Linked DNA regions of Ovis aries: region 2 is linked to region 1. Evidence: chromatin contacts called from public Hi-C data. All regions are on one chromosome and are shown on one strand. Each heading gives the region's core, a stretch centred on a gene start, on an enhancer-like site or on the middle of the called end of the contact. The rest is flanking DNA. Distances are from core to core; before and after follow the strand shown. Region 1 overlaps TRIB2 (tribbles pseudokinase 2). Region 2 has its middle 250 kb from the start of TRNAS-GGA.

Region 1 (7,273 bases), core at 4,433-6,932:
GAGAAGGACCAAGGGTGAAAGGTTAGCTGCAGCCAGGCCTGACCTTGCTCTGGCCACTGCTGCAAAGCTACCCTTGGCTGCCAATCCAGGTGTCAGGCCAGGGTCCCAGCTGGAATTACTGCTGGGAGGCCGGAGGAAGGCTCCACCCACCCACCCACCCCAGCAGCATGAGCTGCATTGTGCTAGCCTGGCAGGCACCACGGGCACTCCACAGGCCACTAAACTGCCCAGTAAATCATCACTGCTCAGAGCCTCTGCTTCCTGTGTGTATGGATCTTTCCAGCAGTCACCTCTGAGCACCACTGATGCCCCAGGTCCCATTGACTCAGGGAACAGACCCAGCACTTTAGGTCGAGCTGCTCACAAATTAGCCAGAGAACAGCAGGCAAACAGTAAGGGAGCCACTCAGGGTGGGGTAAGAGAAGTCAAAGGGCACGGGGACCCAGGGGAGGTCTGGTAAGTTCCAGAAGGCAGTATATACTCCGATTGCCTTACAACACCATCCCACACTTTGCACTGGTTATACAGAGAAATGTGCAGTTGGAAAGATAAAGCCACCTGCTGAGAAACAGCACAGTTGAGAGGAGGAACCCAAGCCGACTCTAGCAGACAGGTGTTTCCACGGCGCCGGCTACCCAGCCAGGATGCAAAAGCCCTTGAAACCTACATGCAGGTGCACGTCTGTGCCCGACTCGTCAGGGCCATGGTGGGAACAGGGAAGCCACTCCACCGCCAAGACTTTCCTGCAACCCCACCCCCACCCTGCAGGAGGACCCCACACCCAGGCAGCCTGCCTTCCATTGTTATAAGAACAGCCAGGAACTCCAAGGGAGGTGGTGCAGCTGGGACTCCTCGTCAAAACTCTATCCACCTCTCACTGCTCTGCGCCGAGACCTGGATCCCCGAGGTTCCCTCGAACCCAAGTCAATCAACTGTACCTCTCAGGAAAGCTTCCCAGGCGGCCATCTCACTCCATGCTGGACCACATTGCCCCATTTGCTCACCCAGCCCAGATCCTTCCAGGGACAGCCAGGTACCTCTAGGTGCTGCTCCTGCCTTTTTTGCCCAGGATGATTCAGGGCCCAGAACATTCCTCTCCATACCTCATTGGTGGGGCGGGGCAAGGTTCAGGCCAGTCCCTCCAACCCCTCCATCCCCACCCCCAGCGCTGTTAACCTGGCCCAGCTGGTTCACACACTGGGCCACCCAGGTCAGGGGTCTGACGTGTGGCTTCCCCACGTGGTCTAGGCAGAGACTGAAAAATTCAGGGAGTCAGAAGTCTGAGTTCTGTTCTTGGTTGTGTCTCTTACACCTTATAGAACTTTGGGGAAGGGCCTTCCCTTCCTGATTTCTTTGTCTGTAAAGGTAAGAGGGCTGGATTTAAATCCCCTCTTAGCCCTCCCTCTCAGTCCCATGGCCTGGGTCGTGATTCACCTTCAGCATCCTGAAGTCCATGTCTGTCCCCAGTCTGTCTTTCACATGCACGTCCAGAATCACAACCTGACCAGTCCCTGCCCTGTCTAGACAAAACTTTAAATGGCTCCTGCTGAGTTTCAGATCAAGTTCAAGGTCCCAGCCTGTCTGTGTTTGCTCATATCCAACTCTCTTCGAACCCATGAACTGTAGCCCACCAGGCTCCTCTGTCCATGGAACTCTCCAGCAAAAGTGGGTTGCCTTTTCCTTCTCCAGGGGATCTTCCTGACCCAAGTCTCCTGCATTGGCCGGAGGATTCTCTACCACTGTGCCACCTGGGAAGTCCTCAAGGTCCCAGACGTGAGGCCAAGCCCTAGACCTCTCTCCACCTTCATCTCCAGCCCCACCTCACAATACCCTCCCAAGCAGTCCCTCCTTACCCATTGCTGACACTTTCTGGACCCTTCCCCTTCCCTCCTGCATCTCTCAGAATTACCCTGAGAAGCCCAGCTCCTCCCTGACACAGTCCTTCTCTACAGCCCACTCCATTGTTGGAATATCCTCTTCCTGCTCCCAGATAGCTCTCTAATACACACCCTTCCTCTCAGATGTGGTGTTAAAAATAACCACTGCACTATCGTCCACTAGGTGAGGACTCTCTGCTATTAAGTCTCGCATCCCCAATACTGAGCACCGCAAGCAGTGCCATGACAGGTGCTTAATTCACGTTTGCAAGACAGTGTGATCCCCATGTGTCCAACGCCCTCAGCTCCAACATGTTGTCTCGCACTCAGGGCATCTAGGCATGACTCTGCTTAACAACTGCAATATCTAGAATCCAGAGAAATTTCAGAGAGACTGGATTCGTCCATGGTTTAGAGAAATTCCCAAGAGCACTGGCTAAGGGATGCTTGAAATGTGTTTCCATCCACTCTCTTCTACCATCAGTATATTTAGGGGGGTTTTCTTATAATATTTATGACTCCAGGATATATGGGGCTAGTCATATCCCCACTGGGTCAACTGTCACGCATTCACTAAGTATGTATAATGCTAAGTCCTGGGTTAGGTATGAGGGATGAAAAGATAAATGGACCCCAGCTTAGAGTCCTGCAGAGGAACCTAAACCCACTCCATAAAGTGGAAGAGCAGGATGTACAAGGACTGCCTGTGAGGTTTGCTTAACTGGTGGCCGAGCCTACCTCTGCCAAGACCGCTCCGAGAAAACCGAGGACTGAGCTTCACTTAGACTCCAGTCAGCCAAGTCCCTGTGGGTTCACTAGTTGCCTAATTGCATAAGAAAATTCCTTCTATGGGTCCAGTCCAAGGGTGGCACTATACCTGGCATTTAGCTTCTGTAGCTAACGTGGCATTTGAGAACTTAAGCTTGGGAGCCAGGTCTCTCTCTCTGGGTACCACCCCCAGATTTGCACTGATTGGCTGTACAACCCCAGGCCACAATTTCCTCATCTGTATAATGGTGATAAACATAGCAGGACCTCAAATCAAATAGCTTGGTTTAAATCAAATAACTTGATTTAAATACAGTAATTCTACCCTTCTAGGTCATCACGGAGGACCAGAATGGGCTTCCTGTGATATACAGCAGCTTCCTGCTAGTTATCTATTTTACAAGGATAGTGTATATTATGTCAATGTTACTCTCTCAATTTGTTCTACCCTCTCCTTCCTCTAGAGGGAGGGAGGCTCTGCAGGGAGTGGGGATATATATATATATATATATATATATATATATATATAACATTATGACTCATTTGAGTTGATGTATGGCAGACACCACCATGGCATTGTAAAGCAGTTATCTTCCAATAAAAAAAGTAAATAAATAATTATAGTAATTAATTTGGATAAAATTCATTCATTTATGTGTTTTGGTTAGAACAGGGCCTGGTACATGCTGGATCCTAGATATTATTTCACTGAAATGTAAGTCCCGTGAGAGCAGGGCTTCTGTTTCATCCAGTATTTCAGTATCTCCAGCACCTAGACTAGTGCTAGGCACATATAATCCTTTGTACTCCATAAATATTTGTTGAACAAATAAACAAATCTCCAGGTTGTTGGAATATGAGGCTCCAAGCTGCAGAGGATTATGCAGAGCAGTAATGACAGGTATCCCAAGTCCCTGAAGTATATCTGTGCTGGACACTCTATGTTCATTATCCCCAACCCATGTCAGCGAAGGCGGGCCAAGGGCAAAAGGCCAAATGGAGGAATCGAAAAAATCTCACCACTGTGCTCTCTGCTCCACTTGCCTGTGGTTCCCAGTCTAGACTGTCAGCTAATTTAGTAAGCCCCAATACCCTAGCCAGAAGCCCTGCTGAAGAATACCTACTATAGACTACTATTTAGTCTATCTCTAAGCCCTCCCCTCTAATCATGACCTGAAGCCCTTCATAAATAAAAAGACACCCACCATGACATAAATAATGGTGTCTTAAGTAAATGTCACTTTTGCATAAATCATTAAATCAGAATGGGAATGATGGGTTTATCTGTTACTTGACAGGGACCTTTGAAAACAGTTCTCTTTAAAAGGTGTCTATGATGATGAAAGAAAAAGTGTTAGTCGCTCAGTCGTGTCCGACTCTTTGTGCCCATAGGCTGCAGGCATGGTCCAGTCCGGGGTAGCTCGTCAGGCTCCTCTGTCCATGGGATTCTCCAGGCAAGAATAGTGGAATGGGTAGCCATTCCCTTCTCCAGGGGAGCTTCCAACCCAGGAATGGAACCCGGGTCTCCCACAATGCAGGCATATTCTTTACTGTCTGAGCTACCAGGGAAGCCCGTCTACAATGATACCACATTATAATTCAACTGTAGTTCAGTAAAAAACAAAGTTTTTAAAAAAGGTGTCTACAAGGGAGATTCATAAGTCTCAGTCTTTCTGGGCTCCCATCTGGGCAATGACTGAGATGATCATTAAATGAATACACTCCCTGCCTCTCTCGCTCTGACATGAGAACCCAATCTGAGCTTGCTCCTGGTCCATAAAAGGAATTCTCATTCACTCAATGCCCACCAGGCTCCAGGAGCAGTGCACAGGAGACAGCCTCCGACCTCAATGAGGTCCCAGGCTAGGAGGAGATGAGGACAGTCTGGAGATGCTCACGGATAGTAAGAGGAGAACAGGAAATACGCTGTAACAGATCCAAGTATGAGTGCTCCTGACATGACCCGAGAAGAGTGAAGAGGGAGGAGCTTTCCCAAAGGATGGACAGTGCCTGATTACATCCAAGGGGTCAACACGAACAAGAGAATTCCAGGAGCTCCATCGCCTTTAAAGCAGAATGGCAATTTTCCTAAAATTCAACAAACCTACAACTCAGTGGATGCGTGGGAGTACAAGCTCAGTCGTGTCCGACTCTTTTGCAACCCCATGGACTGTATCTCTCCAGGCTCCGCTGTCCATGAAATTCTCCAGGCAAGAATACTGGAGTGGGCTGCCATTTCCTCCTCCAGGGGATCTTCCCCACCCAGGGATCAAAGCTGAGTCTCCTGCGTTGCATGCAGACTCTTTACCACGTGAGTCATCAGGGAAGCCCACAACTTAATATATATTGCTATTAATGAAAGAAAGCAGAGTCTGGTCTCCAGGACTCCAATGCCCTCTGTACTTTATTAGATATGGGAGCATCTCTGGAGGCAAGAAAAACCTTAAAGATCTAAAGGGAGAACTAATACACATACCAACACCTGCCTGGGGAAGGGAGCACTGACCTCGTCTGGTGTGGCAGGGAAGAGGCCTTCCCCCTGCAGGGAGGTGCAAGTCCCCCCCGGTGCCCGCCTGAAGAGGGCTTTTGTTCCAGGGAAACACCGCCCCCCATCCCCCGGGTTCTTACACAGGGTCCTAGTTCCCCTCCGGCAGAAGCAGGCGCTGATCAGCTTCCACAAAGCAGAGGAAATGAGACCTGTGACGTCAAGAGATAAAGATCTTCAAACCGAAGAAGAAACATGTTCAGAAGCTGTCTCGTTCACATGGGGGTATTTCTGGGCAAAAAATGTCAACACCGAATTGTGGTTGGCGGCAGGGAGCTGGGGCTGGGGAGGGAGGGTGGCGAGGAGCCCTGTTCCAAGGGACAGGCAAGATTCGGCTGGCAAATGGGGACTGTTGCAGGCACCATGTTCCCCCACCCCTACATGCTTCAGGGGCCCCCCTGCAGCTGCAGCTTGCAGCAGCTTAAAGTGCTCTTCAAGTTCTAGGTCAGCTATCCAGCTGACCAGGCTGGCCAGCTGTCACCCAGAGGCCCAGACATGAATCAAGTCCAGGAGAGGTTAAGAGCAGCTGATGGCCGACTGTACACCAAGCAACAGGTTCACTTTCGTTAATTCATTTAATTTCGTGAGCAAAGTCTTCCCGTTATGATGAGCCAATGGGGCAGAAGAGGTTAGGTAACTTGTCAACGTTAAGCTGATGAAGTGCAAGAGAAACAGACTGGAATCCAGAGAGGGCTGGACTCCAGCGGAGCAATCAGCCTTGTCCCTTGGAGGCTGGGTCCGGGGCCTCAAGGAGAAGACCTGACCAGGAGACCCCTTTAATCCCAGAGCAGGATGAGAGGGGCTGGAGAACACGGGTGCAGCCTTTGGGGGTTCAGGCACTGCTCTTTCTCAGATTAGAGGCCTCAGTCCTACTCAGATTTTACTACATCACATTTACTACATTTTACTACACACAGACCATCTCAGATTTTACTATAGGAACTGGGGATGCAAAGGGTGTGTCCAGGGCGAGTTCAGTTAGGGTAGGTCTTTAACTTCCTCAAAACACAAACAGTGTGGCTGAGGCTCAGCCCTAAAGAAACACCCCGGCCCAGAGGAGAGGCAGCAAAACAGGGGTGGGAGCGCCGTGGCCGGTCCAGGCCTGGAGGGGTGGAATCAGCCCTTCTCTCCCACCCTGCCAGTGCCCTCGTCCACCTTCCCTTTCCCACTGCTTATGAACCGCCTAGTCCTTCTGAGCAGCAGGTTCCACACCATATGTACTTGACCTGTCAGTTGCCCTCCTACTACGCATCCAGCGATTATAATTAAACAAAGGAGACGAGAGGATATGGCTAAAATCTAACCTTTCTATCCCAAGGGCTCAACCTTCAAGGACATGGTTGCTACATTTTCCATTCTCTGGGAATTGCTCTCCCATTAAGTGAGTGAAAGTCACTTAGTCATGTCCAACTCTTTGTGACCCCATGGACTATACAGTCCATGGAATTCTCCAGGTCAGAATACTGGAGTGGGTAGCCATTCCCTTCTCCGGGGGATCTTCCCAACCCAGGGGATTGCAGGCAGAGCCCCAAAGAGTTGCAGACAGATTCTTTATCAGCTGAGCCACCAAGGAAACCCAAGAACACTGGAGTGGGTAGCCTATCCCTTCTCTATCGGATCTTCCCGAGCCAGGAATCAAACTGGGGTCTCCTGCATTGCAGGAGGATTCTTTATCAACTGAGCTACCAGAGAAGCTCTCCCATAAGGGTATCATTTTATCAATGACTCTAAGTAGTTGGTGTGCTCAATTGTGTCTGACTCTTTGTGACCCCATGGACTGTAGCCCTCTCAGGCTCCTCTGTCCATGGACTCTTCCAGGCAAGAATACTGGAGCAGGCTGCCATTTCCTGCCCCAGGGGATCTTCCCAACCCAGGGACTAAACCCACATCTCTTACATCTCCTGCATTAGTAGGCAGGTTCTTTACCACTAGCGCCACCTGGGAAGCCCCATGGATGACTCTCGGACCAGCTACTGACTGTGAGCACCTGCCCTGCCTGTGAGTCACAGGATCATCTAACTCTCATAACCACCCTCTAGGGATGCAACTATTATTTCTGCGTTGAAGAAAGTGCAGCCCAGAA
Region 2 (6,749 bases), core at 1,742-4,241, 260 kb before region 1:
AGCCAAATTTCCCTCATCAAAATAGCAACTCTAAAGAGATACAAATACCATAGCCCTATGTCATGAAGCATAAATTATTCTATGAAAAATTTTACCTTTAAGTCACCTTCTCAATATGTTGGAAGTTAACTAAGATTACAAATGTTCAATTCAGATTTGAGCTGCTAAAGAAAATAAATAAATGTTTATATAACAACTGAGGGAAAATCTTCACACTATGTGTACAATTTCATCTGCTCAAAGGTCATTCACTCTTTACCTACCGCTGATCTACAAAGCACACCAGTTTCCATAAGAGAAATCAGGTTCCACCAGCAATTTTCTAGATTAATGAGATAAAAATTCTGATGATCAGAGCATGAATGTAAAACTAAGATAAACTAGTATCCGCTACTGATAAATATTTAACAGATGTGGTCCAAATCCCTCTGCCAGCTGGAGGAGGCAAAAACGTTCTATTTCACAGCTCGGATATAATTATTGGCCACATTTCTCCAAGCAAAGACAGTGACATTGGCTCACTCCCCAGGAGAATTTTCCTCTGCTCTTGGCACTGGGATTTGCTTTTCTTTAACAGATTGCAGCAATATACCCTTCACTTGACCCACTCTAATCATTCACAAGATACCTGGAGCCAAAACCATGTATGAAAAGTAGAAAAAGAAGAGGCTGTCACAAACTGTGTTTGTAAACCCACCAAAGGATTATGGAGAAATGCATATATTCCAGGCATCACTTAATACACCTGTCTGTATGTCAAGAGTAGATGGGATTAGTCTGACAAACAATCATTTGAATCAAGTAGTTCATTCAAGACTTAGAAGAACTTTTACCCAGACCCAATTTTATCTGATCGCTTTTTTGGACAAATTCACAGCCATCATTATTCCAAGTGTTTTGCCCTTTTCACTCCTTAAACAGATTGTGTGCAGAGAATTTTCCTAAACATCACCACTGAGACTCCTTCCAGTAACGACTGACTCATCGTTTGGATTCCCAAGCAACTGTTGTATAATAGGACCAGGATGTTTTGACCACGTGCCTTGACCTGACCGTTTTGACCCCAGGGATGTCTTGGTCCAAGAATGCATTCCAGAGCTTAGGTGGGTAACACACTCCAACCATGTTCATTTCCCATTTCTACTCTTTGCCTGTGTAATCATTTTCCAAACACTGTTACCAGAATAATGTTTTTTAAAACCCTAGTCTGGTCATGTCATTCCTCTCCTTAAAAGCCTTCAATCACTGCCTTCCTATCACCAGCAAAAAAGCAATACCACTTTCTAATCCCACTTGACCTGCCTTTTCTCATCTCCACTTCTCCCTGCATAATCACCCCCAGCCACCAAGCTCATCCTGAATGTATCATACATGAATTTCTGTGGTTTTCCTTGCCCAAGGACCTTACTCCAGAAGTGTTTTCAAGTCTCATTCTTCCTTAATACAAAGCAGCTTTCAAGATGCATGTCAAGTACCTCTGCATCCAAGAAGCTTTTCTCCCATCCAAGTACTAACCAGGCCCAACCCTGTTTAGCTTCCGAGATCAGATGAGATCGGGCGTGTTCAGGGTGTTATGGCTATAGACCCAGGAAGCATTTTCTGCCAACTCGAGGCCTTGAACTCCCCCTACGTCTAAGCACTCGGCCTATCTGTTATAGACATTGTCTTACTATTGAACTTATGCTTTTATTGATGAGTACACAGACATGGCTATCTCACCAATTATTGAATTAAGCTTATGCTGTATTTATTTGATTTTATTAATATTAATTGAAGGATAATTTCTTTACAGTATTGTGCTGGTTTCTACCAAACATCAATACAGATCAGCCATAGGCTTACCCATGTCACCTCCCACTTGAACATCCCTGCACCTCTCTCCCCATCCCACCCCTCTAGGTTGTTACCGAGCCCCACGCTGAGGTCCCCAAGTCAAGGGGGATATAGGTGGGAACCTGACACAGAATGATGACAACGACAGGAGGACCCTATCAGACCTTTTCCCTTCTTACTGAGTGCCTGACACAGAGCTGCACAGCCCTCCAAAGAGGACAGAAGGGCTTCTCACAGACAAGAGGGTGCTGGTTTACTCTCCAGCTGAAAGTGAAAGTGTTAGTCACTCAGTCATGTCCGACTTCTTGCGACCCCATAGACTGTAACTGTAGCCCACCAGCCTCCTCTCTCCTTGGGATTTTCCAGGGAAGAATACTGGAGTGGATAGCCATTCCCTTCTCCAGGGGAATCTTCCCAACCCAGGGACTGAAACTGGGTCTCCTGCATTGCAGGTGGATTCTTTATCATCTGAGCCAAGTCTTCTCAGAGTGCACAGCCCTGTGCCTGCCTGCCATCCAGCCAGAGCTCGTTGCTTTGGTTTAAGGAATTCTGTAGAAAGAGAAGACATAGATAGGGATAGACAATTGATTAAACCTCTATCCCCCATGGAACCTGCCTTTATAAGGATGAAGTTTAATGGAATACTAACTTGTAGAAAATGTGTATGATAACTTTATTAAAAGTCTTATGAATAATCTTATTGTAATCCAAACACCAACACATCCATGATCTGGAACATCATTTGTTTGTTTCCTTGTTTATGATCTCAATAATTATTTACTGAGTACTTGCACTGTGCCTGAGGACACATAGGAAAGTTGATACTGTCCTTGCTCTTGAGGAATGCCCTGTAAACATTTTAGAGATGGAAGAGCTAAAGCTGGTTGGCCTGGACTCCAGTTAGGTCCTTGGATCCCCACTGCAGCCTTCTTTCCTCTTTATGCTGTTCCACAGCCCATGGCCAGGCAGTGACCGCTCCTCCTGCGTTTCTTAAATCTTGTCAGGATGACTGGCAAGGTCAGGGTAAAAATACAATGTGAGGCTCAATGTCCTATTTTCTATACAACTTGGAGGAGGAAACCAGGGGAGTAACCTTTCTGAGTTGGGCGGAAACCCTATGATTAAAGTCGCTTCTCAGAGACAGTTCCTGGTCACAGAATTTCTGGACTTTTCCCTCCCAGTTTGCATTTCAAAACGCTTCTTTCCGCTGGCACTTAAGCTCAGTAAGACCTCACAGTTTCCCTGGGATGTGAGCCAATTTGATTACCTCTTTTTTCCAGGCTTGGAAGCTGCCATGCCATAATCCCTTTAACCTCTGCAAAGCCAGGAAAAATGTGACAGTGAAGGCGATGAACATACTTGTGAACATATTCCCCATTTAGGTTTTGAGGATTTATTACATGTTTACAAAGAAGAAAACAAAGCTCTGTCACTCTCAGCCAGTGCTATCCTGATGCACTCTGAGCTCTGAAAAGCTCATTCCCCACTTCTAACAGGAGTTAAGAATCCTTAGGAAAGTGGCCTTGGACTTTGTGAAAGCAACTCAGACATGTTTGCCTCCTCTGCTCTTCCATCCCTAGTCCATATATTTTGATCTTTAGCATCCTTACATGTTAGTCGCTCATTTGTGTTAGTCACTCAGCTGTGTCCAGCTCCTTTCAACCCCATGGATTGTGGCCCACCAGGCTCCTCTCTCCATGGAATTTTCCAGGCAAGAATATTGGAGTGGGTTGCCATTCCCTTCTCCAGGGGATATTCCCCACCCAGGGATTGAAATTGGGTCTCCTGCATTGCAGGTGGATTCTTTAGCATCTGAGCCAATTCTTCTCAGAGTGCCTGGCCCTGAGTTTTGACTTTTAAAGTTGTTTTATTTTTTTAAATCATTAATCTATTTGTTTTAAGCTATGCTATGTGGGCTTTTGTCTAGTTGTGGCGAGCGGGTTTACGGACTTATTGCCATGGCTTCTCTTGTTGCTGAGCACCGGTTCTAGGCACACAGGCTTTAGCATTTGCAGCACATGAGCTCCGCAGCTGTGGCTCCCAGGCTCTAGAGCACAAGCTCAATAGTTGTGACCCATGGACTTAGTTTCTCTGCAGCATGAGAAGTCTTCCTGGTCCAGGGACTGATCCTGCGTCTCCTGCATTGGCAGGTGGATTCTTTACCGCTGAGCCACCAGGGAAGTCTCTAAGCTGACTTTCATGTCTCTTCCCATCCATTTTTGATCAATGCCCTGATAAAGACCAGCATGATGTCCATTTGTCCTTGGTCTTTGAAACCAGCATTCAAACATCCTTGGTCCCACTCTCTTTAAACTTGTCATGAGTTTCCCCACCACCATGCTCAGGCCAGGCCCCAGCTAGATTCATTCCAGCAGATTCTAAGAGGAGAGTTTAGACAGACACATAAAAAATGAGCTGTGTCAGATTAATGAGTTTACTGTAAAGTTCTATTTCTTCCTTTAATAGACTAGCATGTTAGCTATTTATTTTTCTGTAAATGTGATAGAGGCTGCCTAGATATTCACAGATGTATTTCCTCTTATCCCTGAACCCACTGCTAGATAACATTTCCCAGCCTTCATTATAGCTCATATGACTATGTGTGACTTATCTCCAGCCAATGAAAATGTAGATGAACATGACATATACTATTTCTCGGCCTGTATTATAATAGCTTCTGACAAATGGTTTCTCATTCCTTCTTCCTCGTCCCCTGGTGCGTGGGACTCCATTATCCTAGGTTATAGTGGGAAAATTAAATAGACACGCTGCAGTGGGTCCTATATTATCTCTAGAAAGCCAGCACAGAACACCATTTAGACTTCGTATAACTTAAAAATAAATACCTATAATGTTAAGCTGCTAAGGTGTGAAGATTTATTTGTTTCAAAAGCACATGCTACCTCACAACTATTATAGAAGCCAATACCTTGGTGTTGGTTTAGCGGTTGATTTGAGGGTGGCAGGTAAAGATAAATTAGGCCAGAATAATGAAGGACTTGGTCTTACTATGATAGAATAATTAGTAAATGGTTGCCCTCAATCAACTTGATTTTTGTAGCTCTAGAAGAAATAGTTGGAAAAAGTTAGAATATTTGCATGTCAGATTATATTGATTTTACTTAGCACAGTATTACAAAAAAAGGGGGGGTTCAGGCAAGAACAGGACTGATTTTCAAATAGATGTCTATAAAAATTGAGAAAATCCAAAGATACAGGGTTCTACAGTAGTAGAAAAGCAAGCTGCTATCAGATCTCAAATAGTAACACTTACAATTGAAAGAGATTTTTAATGATTTTAGCGACTAAAACCCAGTATGTAGTCTCAGTTGAACTAAACAGCTCAAATTTAGAGTCTTTCATGAATGTCACGGCTTTCCCAATTATCATTTCATATAGCCTCAAGGTGATCACCATTAAGTTGAGAAGAAAAATGGGAGGAGATTGGAAAAAAAGAAAATTATGTCCAAGAAAGGGCAAATTGCACTTACCTTGTGCTTCAGTAAATACATTTATAAGTGCAAAGCTTATTTTTTAAAATCCAGGCACTACAAATACTATTCACTTTAAGCGATATAGATATTTTGTAAAATTTTACTGCCTTGGTAATTTTCAGGAGGCCATATTCACATATTTAAATCTTCACTTTTCTAGGAGTCTTGTTACTGTCTGGACACATGATTAATGACAACCCTAAAATAGACTGCAAATAAAAATATTATCACAATGGAATTGAGTTTTATTGGTCACTATTCAAAGAGAAAATTGTATTATGTAGGATCAGATCTCATACTCTAAATGTCATTTCCCATAAAAGCTCATTGCTCTCCTTGGGGTACTAGCTCTTTCCACTTTAAATATCCTAGGAACACTCTGATTTTAGAGGACTCTCCGTGATACAGAGTCTGTTCCTTTGTCAAGGGTCAGAGAAATAAAAGAGAATTCTGATCACATGAAGAGGATTCCTTGTATAGGGTGACACAGAAAATAGATTACCACTTAAAAGATTATCTATTTTATTTATGTAGTTTTTTTTCAGTTTATAGGTTACCCTCCTGTACAGAAATATTTGCAATGATTTTAAGGAATCCTATGACATCAGGTTACCACAACAATATTTCCTCGAGCTCTGGCACTTTGTAACCCCATGATTCAAAATTTATTGTCAGGTTCGCTCTCCCACTTATCCTTAGGGTAGTGAGAGACACAATATTTGTGTGAACCGATTTGGAAATTAATCAAAATTCCAACAGACCATTACTAGCAGAGCTTAAGTTTGCACTCGGTTCTTTTTCACTCATTCTAAAAAAAAAAGAAAAATCAGTTCTTTTTCACTCAGCCATGCTGCTGTTTAATGCACTCCCACAAACACAGAACCCATGTGTCGTGATCAGCACATCAGAGCAAAAACAAAATCGATCAAGCTAATCATTTCTTTCATGTATTCCTTCTCTAAATTTTTAATTGTATGAAAAACATGAACATTTCATTGTTTATCTATCACTAAACAAATGCCTCCAAAATAAATGGCTTAAACAATACTCGTGTATTTTCTAGTATGTTCGGCAGATCAGTGACCTGGGTGTGGCTCTTCTGCTTTGGGGCCTTTCACAAGGCTGCCATTGAGGGTTACAGTCATCTCCAGGTTCAACTGGGGCAGGATCTGCGTCCATGCTCACCCAGTGGTTATAGATAGGATTTGGCTCCTTTAAGGCTGTGAGTTTGAGGGTCTGGGTTCTAGCTGGGTGATGGATGGAAGCCTCCCTCAGTTCCCGGCCGGGTGACCTCTGCATCAGAGCCAACGTGTGCAAAGATCCAGGGAGGAATGCCATGATCTTTTATAATCAAGCCAGAGTGCATCACCCCTTTGCTTTGCCACACCCTCTTCATTCACATTACGTCACTGCATTCAACCC

What was found. Hi-C and Micro-C count contacts between places; a contact is called where the count stands out from the background.
Region 2: a Hi-C map of liver shows a contact between it and region 1, with 2.3 times the contacts expected there. The contact joins two enhancer-like sites. A contact is called at or near these places in 4 of 16 Hi-C or Micro-C datasets (liver, omental adipose tissue and tail adipose tissue).

Annotation. Positions count from the first base shown.
Region 1 is chr3:21,564,685-21,571,957 of ARS-UI_Ramb_v3.0, reverse strand. The region is part of intron 2 of TRIB2 (tribbles pseudokinase 2); the gene reads right to left. Among named protein-coding and RNA genes, the nearest start is that of TRIB2, 16 kb to the right of the region's middle. Within about 2 kb of position 5,682, at least 7 of the 54 cell types and tissues checked have an H3K27ac peak or open chromatin away from gene starts, as enhancers often do. A contact at or near this core is called in liver, where this site is marked.
Region 2 is chr3:21,820,248-21,826,996 of ARS-UI_Ramb_v3.0, reverse strand. No RefSeq gene overlaps it. Among named protein-coding and RNA genes, the nearest start is that of TRNAS-GGA, 250 kb to the left of the region's middle. Within about 2 kb of position 2,991, at least 4 of the 54 cell types and tissues checked have an H3K27ac peak or open chromatin away from gene starts, as enhancers often do. A contact at or near this core is called in liver, where this site is marked.